Linked DNA regions of Bicyclus anynana: region 1 is linked to region 2. A link is a contact called in public Hi-C data. All regions are on one chromosome and are shown on one strand. Each heading gives the region's core, a stretch centred on a gene start, on an enhancer-like site or on the middle of the called end of the contact. The rest is flanking DNA. Distances are from core to core; before and after follow the strand shown. Region 1 overlaps LOC112058452 (serine/threonine-protein phosphatase 2A regulatory subunit B'' subunit beta). Region 2 holds the start of LOC128199928.

Region 1 (2,700 bases), core at 152-2,651, 170 kb after region 2:
AAGGTTAGGTTTATCTCTCTATAGTTACTGTACCTGCAGGCTAATTCACTATCTTTGACGTATGCTAATTGACCTATATACTTATACGAAAGAAAAGATTTTATATAACAAATATTATCCGGTGCTTACTGGTGGAAATCAACCGGGTATAGGTAAATAACATTTTGCCAATTGGTTTGATGTTTATTTTAATAATTTGATAATAAAGACCAAAATGGTGAATAAGCTAGCTAGACTGGTTTAAAAAACGAAACTAGTATTAAAAAAGTGCTCAGAAGTTGCTAAATTCTGTTTTCTAAGGGTGTCTACGGTTCGACTCCCGTCCGTTGGACTACTGTCATAACTACTCTTAGCACAAGGTTTTTGCTTAGTTGGACAAGGGAGGGCAATATTAGCCATATTTAAAAAATTGATTAGCTAAATATGATAAGCGGAAGCCGTTCGAATAGCCTATGTTAAACCAGGGTTGACGGAGTAACTATTAACTATACTAACACATTCGCCTTTATAACATTAATATCATATAGGCACCTATATTAAAAAAAAAAGATAATCTAAAATTCTAAAGAAAAGACAAAGGAAAATCATTCTCAAAATCCATTGTAAAATTACAACGAGGCAAAAGAGATCGAAACGGACTTCCTTGTGCACGTTCGCGTCATCATCAGTGAAATAGGACAATAGGAGTAAGAACTAGAGCGGGCGGTCATCAAATCGTCTACTTATTTATAGGGCAAAAAGAGCTACTTTTATTACTAGGATGTACGAGTAGAGTCAATGTACTAATTTAACGCTAATTTCAGGCCAAATATTTTTTTACGCTTTGGTCCCCGCCGCTTAAATATTTTATTGGTTAATAGTATAAAAGTTTTAGGAACCTAAAATTATGATATACTCGTAAATACGCCCAATTTATCCGGTCCAATTAAATTAATCAGTACTAACCTGCACTACTGGACTATGTAAACGCTGGGAGCTTGTATAACTCAAATAGTGTTTTATCTAGATTCTAGAAAACAGTATCAAGTATCTATTTTACTGTCACAGATAACTAATTAACTTAAGGTAGCATTCGGTTCTTGGCAACCACAATTTGCGACCGCGACCGGGTCGCATGATCCACTGCTTAGTGTCTATGCTAATATTATAAAACTGAAGAGTTTGTTTGTTTGTTTGATTGAACGCGCCAATCTCAGGAACTACTGGTCCGATTTGAAAAATTGTTTCAGTGTTAGTTAGTTCCCGTAGCAATATTATCCCCATATTCCTACGGTAACGGGAACCACGCGGGTGAAACCGCGCCGTCAGCTAGTGAATTTATATAGCACACTAAACAAATCCCAAAACCGCGTCGCGCGACTGGTAGGCGTGGAGCAGTGGGTCGTACAACCGGTCGCCGTCGCAGGTCGCGGTTGCCAAGAACCGAATGCTACCTTTACGAAGCGAACGTATCCTCTTGAAACAGCTACGAGTAGTTACTTTGTACATTATATTATATTGTTCCAGGAAATACTTGTAGCATCCCTATCAAGTAAATGGAACAGTAACAGCTAATTGCCAAAGCAGGAAGTCGATTTGGTTCCTTTGTCTACCGCGAGAGAGCGAACGACATACCTGCGCAATCTATATTATGTCCTTTTAAAGTAACATGCGTACTGTCTGGTATTTCAAATATTAATATGTCGTTTTATTATTAAATCTTAATTATTTATATAAGTATATCTATTGAATGTTAACCAATTTAAGCGCCTCACATGCTATAAGTCTTTGTCTTTAACATTCTTTTACGTCTACAAAATCTGCGTGTACGAGTCATTATCATCATCATCATCATTAACAACCCATATTCGGCTCACTGTTGAGCACGAGTCTCCTGTCAGTATGAGAGGGGTTAAGCCTTAGTCCACCACGCTGGCTAAATGCGGATTGGCAGACGTAGAGAATTAAATACAATCTCAGGGATGTAGGTTTCCTCACGATGTTTTTCCTACACCGTTGCGTATTTTTTTTAATATTGTAGATTTTAGTTTATCACATTCGTATAGAAATTCAAATAGGTTGAGTTATTCGTATTAGCGTGTTGCAAGCCAGGTGGGTCCAAGTTCCATATTATCCCCTCTGCTATAAGGAGGGAGGTCTAGCTAAGCTAGCTAGTAAGCTGTTATAATAAACTGGTAATGACTACTCTACTCCAGTACCGCAATGACCTGCTAAAATATTTCTTGACAATCAGACATAGTGACGTCCCATTACACCGACCACGACCACGATTGAACACCGGAAACTACATTATGTATACCGTAACCGGAAATGGACCACCCGCGGGACGCGCGTGACCACAACTCCGTTTACACCTTGACACAGATACAAAATAAACACACCGGGAGACTTGTATTTATATCCATGTTACACGGAAAATATGAAAATACGGCGGCCACGAGAAAATGAAAGGTTATTTTGTTCAGGGATTGCATTGTTTTAGTTTTCAGGAAGGTTGTTTTTGTTTTATTGTGTGTTTCTTTGTATGAGAGCACATCGGTATCTCTATGCGATCTTGTGAAGAGAAATGTTATTTTAAATGTCGACCAATGACGGCGGAGTAATCCCATCTCTTTTGTCCGAACATGAAAGACATGAGAGCATATTTCCGATTGCACCGCTATTGGTATATTTCTATTTACATTGTTGGGAAAGCTTAGG
Region 2 (2,700 bases), core at 1-2,500:
TTATATAAAAAGCTCGACTACCTACCTAAAAAGTACGTAATGGGAAATCCAGCAAATAATAAATTACTAACAGTTGAATATATTCGCTCGAAAACCTTGGCTTTAGTTTAGCAGTTCGATAAATGAACGAAATACAATGTATTAACATTTAAAACGTCATTAAGCCGCATGTTCTAGTTGGCGCCAGTACAATATCCTACGATGTGTGGCATATCGTAGTTCTATAATCCTAGATAAACGGTCATAGTTTCATAATGCACTCGCGTCTCTCGCAGCAGTGTGCGATTAACCAAAAGGCGAGTTTAAAGCGTCGCGACTGTGCGGTGCGGGAAATAGTAAAAAAGTAGGGGAGCGTAAATAAATAGCGCGCTATTCGTGGAGTCGCGACGGCCGACGAGCCGCGTGCGTCGACACGCGCCGTGCGCTGGGTGGACTATGCGACTATTCACATTATATTCGTTGATTTTTACCCAACTTAAAAAAAGGAGGTTGTGTGTTTGTATTCACATCATAGGCGTTAAATTTTTACCAGGATTTAATAAAGGAAGTTGTGTGTTTGTTTTGATGGCGTTGATTTTTACTCGACTTTGAAAAAGGAGGTTGTGTGTTTGACTTTAAATTATTGTTTAACATACAAACATACGGGATGTTTGAGCCGTCTCGACGTATGTTTTTATGAGGATTGTTAAGCAATGTCCGAGATTTTCTCAGTAACTACCTACTGATCCGAATACCTATAGCCATTGTTATAAAGAAGGATAGGACGGAATATTTCTTTCCTAATATGTAGATAAGAAAATATTATGTTTCATAGAAATTACCTATATGTAGACAAGCAAATTATAGGCAAAAAAGCTTTGTTAAATATATCACAAAAGCTAATCATTTGTTTTCCATTTTTATTTTTATTGCTTAATATTTCAACATTACACTTATACGGCCTTATTTAAAAACATAGATTAGGATTAAAAGCTCATTTTTGCAAGAAGCATTACATCTTCGTATCTAAAATGCAATGTTTCTTGCAGATAAATGATTCTGATTCTGATTGTAGTCTGATTGATTTGTAGTCTCGAGTGATTCTAGAGTATTTACAATAATCATATTAGGTACCTATTTACAATTTTTTACTTCCTGTGTGGCGGTGAAAGCTGATCTGATAGCCTCCAAGCATTTCTGTCATCACACCTATGATAGAAATTTGAGCAAGGCTGCTCCAGACTGAATAATAGTGGTATTGTTATCAGGTGCTAGCCGAGTGAGCAAGGAGGACACGCCGGGAGCGCGCCGGGAGGGAGCGGCGGCGTGGGCCCTCCGCGCGCGCCGCAGTCCGCGCGCGGTGCCGCCGCCGGCGAGTTCTGTCTCGAGCACTCCGAGCCTCCGCGAATATCGCGCGAACGCTCTCGACTAACCGCCTTTGTTTACTCCCCACGCGATACTAACAGCTGTTACACTGTTGCCGATCGCGAACGTCGTTAGTGCAGTTTTTTGTTACGGATACAGTGGAATCAGTGTCAGTTCAGTGTTTCATGGAGCCCGCGGGCTCGCTGCAGTAGTGCACTAGCCCGGCCATGGCGGCCACGGCGCGCCGGGAGATCGACACCGGCGAGGAGGACATCGCCGCGATCGCCAAACAGATTTCGGATCATGCGGAAGCTATATATCAGACTTGGAAAGCGCGCGGCCTCGCGCCCACGGAGATTCTGTCGTGCAGGCCCACGCCCGGCCTCAAGTTGGCCGAGAGCTTACGGACTAAACCTAAACCGGAGCCCAAACCTGAAATAAAGCAGCGGCCCGAGTTCCGCAACCGTCCGGAAATCCGGGAGCGGCCCGAGCTCCGCGACCAGAGACCCGAGCCTCGGCGAGATTTGCGCCTGAATCCCGAAACTGAGACTGTAGAAATTATGTTGCCGCCGGACTTGGTACCGGAGCGGAATGGAGCCGGATCTGGGGCTAGTGTGAGGCGGCCGGATAATGCAGCGATGCGTTTGGAGGTCGCTCGAGAGGAAGAGAGACTTCTGCGCGCTTTGCGTACAGGTGGGGTCGTCGCCGAACGGCCCGCCGAGAGACCTGACGTGGTTCCCCCCATATCGCTCGTGGACTACGCTAAGAGCCGGTATCAGGATCGGTTGGACACGGGAGCGAGGAAGCCGGCAGCGGGAGCGAGTGGGGAGAGGAGAGCTTCTTTCGGGTCGCACGTTACAGAAGCCAGGTCTAAATTTGAGGCGCGAGCTCGCCGCGCGTCCAGCGCTGGCGCCGCCGGCGAGGCCGCCTCCGCGCAAGGCGCCACGCCTGTGAGGCCGTTCCTCACGCGCGGCTCTGTAGCAGAGCGTGTTCTTATGTTCGAACGATGCCCCAGCGAAGCCACTCTAGAGTTGGCTAAGAGGAAGTCACCAGCAGCCACCACATGGCGAGGACCACACGACGTTATTATCAGAGCACAGGTAAGGAACCAATTAATTTAAAATATAGCAGTACGTATTATACTAAGTATTGCGTGTATGCGCCAAAGTAAATATTTATTCGCGACTATTTGTTAACATGTCGTCATTTAGCCATGTACGAACAAAAACTGAAATAGAATTATGGACAGAGTTATAGGTACTATATTATATTATGAGTATACGTTTGTGTTGGCTACTTGATTGCAGCATCAACACTCAATCGCCTAGCTAATCAATGACATCAGCCATAAAATAG

The links. A called contact is a pair of places that touch in the nucleus more often than the background predicts.
Region 1: a Hi-C map of whole larva shows a contact between it and region 2, with 2.7 times the contacts expected there. The contact joins the enhancer-like site here to the promoter of LOC128199928 in region 2. A contact is called at or near these places in 2 of 2 Hi-C or Micro-C datasets (whole body and whole larva).

Annotation. Positions count from the first base shown.
Region 1 is chr4:5,494,645-5,497,344 of ilBicAnyn1.1, forward strand. The region is part of intron 1 of LOC112058452 (serine/threonine-protein phosphatase 2A regulatory subunit B'' subunit beta); the gene reads left to right. Among protein-coding and RNA genes, the nearest start is that of LOC112058452, 22 kb to the left of the region's middle. Within about 2 kb of position 1,402, at least 4 of the 8 cell types and tissues checked have open chromatin away from gene starts, as enhancers often do.
Region 2 is chr4:5,322,626-5,325,325 of ilBicAnyn1.1, forward strand. It overlaps LOC128199928, which reads left to right and starts at 1,251. Exons shown (of 4, transcript XM_052891571.1): 1 at 1,251-2,444. The coding sequence starts at 1,572. LOC112052924 reads left to right here. Exons shown (of 8, transcript XM_052891566.1): 8 at 1,248-1,411. The coding sequence ends at 1,411.